2 separate regions of the Mus musculus genome follow, and region 1 is linked to region 2. Evidence: chromatin contacts called from public HiChIP or PLAC-seq data. All regions are on one chromosome and are shown on one strand. The core of a region is the stretch at or near the end of the contact, and the rest is flanking DNA. Distances in the headings are between cores, read along the strand shown.

What was found. HiChIP or PLAC-seq counts read pairs in DNA pulled down with a chosen protein or histone mark.
Region 1: a BATF HiChIP or PLAC-seq map of CD8 T cells shows a contact between it and region 2, with 13 read pairs. The contact joins two enhancer-like sites. A contact is called at or near these places in 1 of 15 datasets of contacts at CTCF or cohesin (CD8 T cells), 6 of 484 Hi-C or Micro-C datasets (CD4 T cells, CD8 T cells, cerebellum and 3 more) and 2 of 115 datasets of contacts at active chromatin or transcription factors (CD8 T cells and bone marrow-derived dendritic cells).

Annotation. Positions count from the first base shown.
Region 1 is chr10:96,600,697-96,604,577 of GRCm38.p6, reverse strand. No RefSeq gene overlaps it. Among named protein-coding and RNA genes, the nearest start is that of Gm33843, 3.9 kb to the right of the region's middle. Within about 2 kb of position 2,052, at least 4 of the 459 cell types and tissues checked have an H3K27ac peak or open chromatin away from gene starts, as enhancers often do. A contact at or near this core is called in CD8 T cells, where this site is marked.
Region 2 is chr10:96,532,841-96,537,040 of GRCm38.p6, reverse strand. All of the region lies in intron 3 of Gm33843 (a long non-coding RNA gene), which reads left to right. Among named protein-coding and RNA genes, the nearest start is that of Gm33843, 64 kb to the left of the region's middle. Within about 2 kb of position 1,435, at least 23 of the 459 cell types and tissues checked have an H3K27ac peak or open chromatin away from gene starts, as enhancers often do. A contact at or near this core is called in CD8 T cells, where this site is marked.

The DNA of each region.
Region 1 (3,881 bases), core at 803-3,302, 67 kb before region 2:
AAGCATCAAAGAACTATGATTAAAAATAAGGTTTGGAAAAATTAAAGTTACAGGTGGCGCCCAACATGGTTTAGGCATAATGGGTAACTCTGCTTCTAATGCACAGGAAATGGCTGATTATGAGGGTTTAGCAATGTTGCTTAAGGAGATTGGCAAAATGGCAGCTACTGTTGCTAGGAGGTATTGTGCCTTGCTCGCAGAGGGGACTTCTTAGTTTTGATTTGTAGTTTTCATAAATACTATTTTGAAAAAGTTTAATGGGAAACCCTTCTGTTAGAGAAGATCGCAGAGTTGGCCATGCATTTAGAGATTTTGTGGATAGAGGCAGAAGTGCTTGGAAAACACAAAGAGCCAATGGGGGTCGGGGGGGGGGGGAGTGTTGTTCAGGCTTGGTGAATGAGAACAGGACTGTACTGAACGATGAAAGCAAACTAGGCAGGAAGGTAAACTGCTGTCCCACCCTGCTTCTAGGGGCCTGAAAGAGCAGGGAACAGCACAGTATAACAGGCTAAGGTGTAGCCAAGTGTACCACCAGAGAATTTGCTTGGGCCTACACAGGCACCTTCAGCCTCCCCTGTCTGTGCAGCATATGCCTGGTATCAATGGTGGAGAGGCTTACAATGAATTAACCTGGAGACCAATATAAATGTCAGATTTAAAGCATTTTAAAGAGGCTGTGATATTGCATGGCTTACATTCTTTTGTCAAAGAAATGCTAAACAACTGGGCTACATATACATCCCAGGCTTATCCCACAAGATTGGAAGGGATTGGTGTCAGCTGTTCTAGAAGTTGGTCAACAATTACAATGGTTGTTGCGGTGGAGGCACGAAGCCACAGGACTAGCACAACATAATTTAGCAAGGGGGAATACACGTTACTAAAGACTAGCTGCTTGGTGAAGGGCGTTGTGCTGACTTACAAGAACAAATCCAATTTGATGATGATGTAATCGAGCAATGTTGTACTGCAGCTTTAAAAGCTTGGGATTTGGTTGATTTGGGGGAGAATCTACTGTATTTACTAAAATAATACAGGGCTCTGGGGAAGCCTTCGCAGAATTCTTACAGAGGTTGAGTTCAGCTGTGAATAGAGCCATAACACACCCTGAAAGCAGACAGTCATTGATAGAAATATTGGCATTTAATAAATGCAAATACCAAATGTTAGAGAGTAGTAAGACCATTGAAAGCATGTGGAGCTCCAATAGATGAATGGATAAGGGAGACAACTGATATTGGTTCTCAGGAGTAGCAAATCATAGCTAGAAATTTCAGGAATCAAAGTGCTGGATGTAAATGTGGCGCATTTTGGTCATTTCCAAAGAAACTGTAAGGCAGAGAATTCAGAGGATTCAGAGCTCAAAGTAACAGGCGCAATGGTGATCATAGGAGAGAATGAGCAGGTTCCGGTCATGTCACTACGAGCCACCAAGGCTTCCAGGGTATCGTAGCCACTGTGGAGAGGGCAAACATTGGTCAACAGACTGCTGGTCTAAGAGAGACATAAGAGGTAACCTCTTGTCATTTGGAAAAGAACAGAGGGGTCTGTCAACGCCAGGCCCTGCAGCAAAACACCACCCAACACAACTGGCTCTCCAAAGAACCCTTAAGTTTCCACTTCAGGGACACATGCAGAAGAGATCTCGTGGTGACACAGGAGGAAGAGACTATGGAGGGACTGGGCTCATTCTATGTATTTATTGTTTTGCTTACTAAATAATTAACTAGTTAATTACCTAGTTAATTAGTTAACCTTAGAGACAGGGTCTCATGTAGCCTAAGGCTGGCTTCAAATCCACAATTCTGCCTTGTAGCAATCGTCTCAAGGCTAAGATCACAGGTGTGTTCCATCATCCCAAACAGTAAGTATTCTTGAAATATCAAATGACTATGAGACACAGCAACTACTTTGGTTTTGTTAAAAGGATGTGGGACTATTGACATGTTGCTTACCAATGTCATGCTGGGCCAGCCTTGCAGAGTGTTCTCTTTTCTAGGTCTAACCTGGTGCTTAGCTTGTTATTTTGTATGCCAGGATGGCATAAAGAAGCCAGAAGTCTTCATCAACATTAAGACAACTGCTGTAAAGAACTGAGGGAAGAGGGTGGTTTTAACCACACCAAATAGTCGAATTTTCTCACCCAAATCCACAACTATAGAACTACAATGGCTGTTTAGCTTACAAGCACAGTCGAGGGCGTTAGTACTCAGCAGACAGTGACATAAATAAATAACTGAGAAATCAACTAAGCATGGTTGAGATTCTCTGCCAGTAAAAGCTCTGAGGGAAGATTAGATACCTTGAATCAATGTCAAAATTCTACAGTGGTGGTATGCACCTTTAATTTCAGCACTAGAGAAGATGCAGTGGGCAGGTCTCTGTGAGTTCAAGGCCATCTGGTCTACATAGTGAGTTCCAGGACAGCTAGGGCTATAGAGAGAGATCAAGTCTCACAAATATACAAACGAAACCCTTCAGCTCAGCTGAGTGGTATTTGTCTATGAAATCAAAAATGGAAGAGACCAGTGAAGTCTGGAGGAGTTTTCAGTTGTGCTCGGCTGCCCGCTCACCTTACTAGATTATAAAGCACTCCAGAGGTTAGTGGCAGAACAGTTGGCCATAATTGTTCTTTCGTCATTATGCAGAAGAATAAAATGCAGAAGACAGTAGCAAGTATGCTATCATGTCTGCTCAAATGAGGAAGTAGAGGGAAAGTAGAGATATGGCATTTGTTGCTCTTGTAGAGGACTGGGCTTCAGTTCCCAGCACCCATACAATGGCTCACAATCACATACGTATATGCATGCCCCTTAAATATGTCAACACAATATATTTTTAAAGGATGAGGTAAAGCTATATCAACCTACTTGAAGTTCTTTTCCAGTATTTAAAGCTTCATAAAGAAAGCACACTGGCCTGGCGTTGGTGTTGCATGCCTTTAATCCCAGCACTTGGGAGGCAGAGGCAGGTGGATTTCTGAGTTCAAGGCCAGCCAAAGTGAGTTCCAGGACAGCCAGGGCTACACAGAGAAACCCTGTCTCAAAAAAAAAAAAAAAAAAAAAAAAAAAAAAAACCCAAAAAACAAAACCAAAAACCAAAAACCAAACAAACAAAAACAAAAAGAAAGAAAGCACACTAACGAATAAGAGTAGATTAAGCTGCCCATACAGTTGAGCTCTCCCAGGGAGGGGTGCTTTCAGAGCCTGAGTGGGTATTTATTTTACTGAGTCTGGTGTCCTGGCTCTGCAGAGGAAAACTTGAGGGCTACGTTGTATATAGAATAAATTCCACTTTGCTTACATTGCTAAAATAAAAGCCAATGGGAAAAAATGTAAGCAATGTGTAGATCCTCAAGGGAGGCTATGCCAGTCTGGGCCTCTGGAGTGGGGTCCACCAACAGGCATTCTCTCAGTTCTAGAATCTGGGAAGTTCATGGTCCAGACACCAACAGGTCTGGTGTCTGTTGGAGGCCTAGTTCCTGTTCAGAGAACCACCTCTTTTGTGTGTGTATCATAAATATATGATATGTATATAACATATGATATATTATATATATAATATATATAATATGGTATATACATATAATATGGTGTGTATATATATATAAAATATGGTGTGTGTATATATATATATATATATATATATATATATATATATATATATATATAAAACATGGCTGTTATATATATCAGTATATCACCCTAGTCTGTGTAGTGAATTCCTAGCCGTGTGTGTGTGTGTGTGTGTGTGTTTTAAGTTATGTGTAGTTACTCTCATAGAGATGGCTCATTTATGGATCCATTCCCTTACACATGGTAACACTAATTCTATTTCAGAGTTATCATTTGGAGGTTTATTTTAAAATGTTGCAATAGGGA
Region 2 (4,200 bases), core at 186-2,685:
CATTTATAATCTATAATCACAGACTGTAAGAACTACAGAAATTCTTATGGCAAAGGTGAGCATTCACCTTCTCTGGCCCCGCTCCCCTGAGAACTCTTAACTCTCCTAACTTCTTGCAACCACTAATGGAAGAGAGGTAGACCATGAAACAGGCAAAGCTGTTGTGTTTCCATTTATTTTAGAACCCATAGAAGAAGTAGAGAGAACAAATGAAAGCAAGCCACGAGTCCACCCTAGAAACAAGCGTATATTTCAGTTTTATTTAAAGACATTGTTAGGGGCTGGAGACATGGCTCAGAGGTTAAGAGCACTGAATGCTCTTCTGAAGGTCTGGAGTTCAAATCCCAGCAATCGCATGGTGGCTTACAACCATCCATAATAAGATCTGAAGCCCTCTTCTGGTGTGTCTGAAGACAGCTACAGTGTACTTAGATATAATAATAAATAAATCTATAATGTTAAATAAATTTTTTTAAAAAATAAAGACATTGTTAGGACTAGCAAGGTGGCTCATCGAGTAAAGATGCCTGCCTCCAAGGCTTACAACTTGAGTTAATCCCTGGGTCTGACATGATAGAGGGAGAGAACTGACTCCACAAATGTGTCTCTGACCTCCACATACATGCCATGGCATGTATGCCAAGGAAACACATACACACACACACACCACACTTAATTATTGATTGCTTCACATATAACATTCCTAAACATTTTAAATTATGTATGGGTGGCATGCATGCAGACATGATGTTGAAGGGGTAGCTGAGAATGCTACATTCAGATCTGAGGTCAGTAGGAGGAGCGAGCGATTCTGGGCCTGGCTTGAGCGTTTGAAACCCCCAAACCCACCTCCCTCAGTGACACACTTTCTCCAACAAGGCTACATCCACTACAACGGGACCACACCTCCTGATAGTGCCACTCCCTATGAGCCTATGGGGGCCATTTTCATTCAACCACCACAGACACTCTTAGAAGAAAGGAAAGTTAGAGAAGACCACATAGTGAGGGAGGTGCCAGCCTGAACTCGTAACTTAGTAGGGAAAATACGAAGGTACATAGGTGTATACTCTGGGAAACAGAGGAAAGGGAATATGAGGGAGAGAGATGGCTGATACTTCTTAAAAAGACGCTTGGAGTGAAGGTGAATAAAAAGTCAGTGCAGATAGAAGGAAACCCCTGGCTCATCCTATCCATGCCATTCCACAGTGAGCTTTGACTGTCTTCCTCCCCGGGAGCCCAAAAGGACTTCTTTTGAATAGGCAATTACATGTTGAATGGGGAATGTACAAGTCCTATGGCCTAGTTCTTCTAACAACTTGCTTTGGGGCATCTTAGCTTCTCTTAAGATTGCTCGTTGTGCAATGAGTCATGGTGGTGACACCACATCAATCGTCTCATATACAAAAACACTGGGCTTGAAGAAACGCAATGTGTGTCTGCTGTCAGAGGCTGTAGTGCCCGGGCAGGAGGATTGCTGAGAGCAGCCCGTGAGGGGCTGTCGTCGTTAGAGCAGTCATTTAAAACAGAGCTGACACTTCACCCAGGGCAGTGAGATTAGCTTTGACGCTCAGAACAACCCTGCGATGTCAATGTGCAAATGTCACCAGAATTTCCTAGGCTTTACTTCCTCTGAACTTGGTCCATTTGAAAAAGTCTGTTTAATTTCGTAGCATGCGTTAGATAGTTCTCTAGTCTCGTTTTCTGATTCTTTGAGGGGAAGGGGGACAGGGGAACTAAGTCAGTTAAAAAATGTAAGAAGTATGTGTGCAGCTATCTTATTTGCTCAAATAATAATTGGTATACAAAACCAAACCGGAAAACCTTCTCAAAGGGATACACTTTACCGCCTCCCTGTCCCACAGCTTCAGCTGGTTAATAATTTTGTGTAACAATGTTTATCTTTTCTATCCTGGAGAAAGAGGGAAGGCTCATGAGACTTCTTGTCTGGTAAAGCTAAAACACACATGATTCCCAAGGCACCCCTGCCTCAAACCCCAGCATATAAAAACAAAACCAGCCAAGTTGCCAGGAACAGACTAGTGAGGCCAAGCAGGTAGAAGAGTCTGACTAGTTGAGCTTCCTGTCTGTCATCCATGTGGCACTCTCTGACTGGTACAGCCTCCCGTCTATCACTCACGGTGAGCCCGAAGCTTGCAGTTTTTGTGTGTGGTCATTCTTGTTGGGGTGGGCTTTTCAGCTTTGCAAGTTGCTTGTGAATGGTCCTTGCTTCTGTAAGTTACTGCTTTTCCGTGTTCCCGTGTATATAACCAATAAACTCTTCGGCTCACCAATTGGACTTTGACATGATTGCTTAAGTCTGTCTTCACTTCCTTACCTTGGATTATTTCCCTATCTAGTCACAGACATTTGTGTCATGTCTCTCCACAAAATATTTCACACAATGAAAACATCAGGCACATTTCTGCCCAAAGCCCTTGCCTTTTCTAATGGCGCTTCCTGAAATGCTTTTCCCCAGGTCAGTTCATGGGAACTCCAGCACATCTTATCTCCTACAGCCTCTACACGGACTCATTTGTTACCTGCCTCCTCCCAGTGGGTTGCAAGCTCTCAGGAATGGAGACATCATGTCTGTTTTATTCTTTTTTTTTTTGTTTTGTTTTGTTTTTGTTTGTTTGTTTGTTTGTTTGTTGTTTGTTTTTTGTTTTTCGAGACAGGGTTTCTCTGTGTAGCTCTGGCTATCCTGGAACTTTGTAGACCAGGCTGGCCTCGAACTCAGAAATCTGCCTGCCTCTGCCTCCCGAGTGCTGGGATTAAAGGCATGCGCCACCACGCCCAGCTGTTTGTTTTATTCTTGCTGAATTTACAAGCCAAGAAGAATCACTCACTAGCTGGTACTCAATAAATATGGGTAGGATGCAGACATTCACACCCCACATTGTAGAAACATTGGAACGTGTTATATGCACACCTTTATAATCATGCTAGGATAATCCACATAGACACATGTCATGGGACATCTTGCCATTTGACACTAAAAGCTGTTTTACAATTCCTTGTTTTATTTGGATTTTGTTTCTGAGGGCAGCATCTCGTTATGCAGTCCACACTGCCTTAAATTCATGCTCTTCCTGCCTCAGCCTCCCAGGGCCTGGGTTCCAGGAATGTGTCACCACAGCTGCTCAATATTTTTCATTCCATGGAAACATTTTTCTGAATAACTATTGATGTGTGTGTATGTGTATTTCTGTGTGTATGTACCTCTGTGTGTCTGTGCACGTGCATGTGTGTGTGCGTGTGTGAGTGCATGTGTGTTTGTGTGTGAATGTCTGCATATGCCTGCCTTAGTGCTGCACCTGTGAGATCAGAGGGCACCTTCTGGGAAGCTGGGCAGTGGTGGCGCACGCCTTTAATCTCAGCACTTGGGAGGCAGATGCAGGCAGATCTCTGAGTTTGAGGCCAGCCTGGTCTATAGAGTGAAATCCAGGACAGCCAGGGCTACACAGATAAATCCTGTCCAAATAAATAAATAAATAAATAAATAAATAAATAAATAAATAAGGATTCTGTTCTAGACTTCTACCTTATCAATGGGGGGTCTCTCTTGTGGTTTCTGCTGCTGCAGTGTATTCCAGGCTGGCTGATCCACAAGCTTCTGGCTATCTCCCATCTCTCCTTAGGATTAAACCTCAGAAGAACAAAGGTTATTCTGCTTATGGAGCAAACCCCTTTACCCACTGAACCATCTCTCTTCCCCTCCTCATTGTTTTAAATGGATACATAATTTCCTACAGAAAACAGGTATAGTAAACTAGATATGATTTTGTCCCAATTTTTATGTAGAATCCCTATCCTTTGTATCCTTTCACATGAAACTAAGTCCAGCACACCAAACATTCCTTCTTCAGTGCAGTCTTATAGGCCAGTGGTTCTCAACCTGTGGATTTTGACCCTTTGGGGTGAAAAACCTCCCTTTCACAGGGGTCACCTAAGACCATTAGAAATATCAGGTATTTACATTACCCATTCACAACAGTAGAAAATTACAGTTATGAAGTAGCAATGAAAATAATTTCATGATTGGGGGTGGGTGGTCACCACAACATGAGGAACTGTATTAAAGGGTCGCAGCATTAGGAAGGCTGAGAACCACTGCAATAGATGGTTTGCAGTATGCTGCTGTTTTTTTTTCCCCTGTGTGTGTTGTCAAAATTTGTGATAACTGCTCAATGAAACACC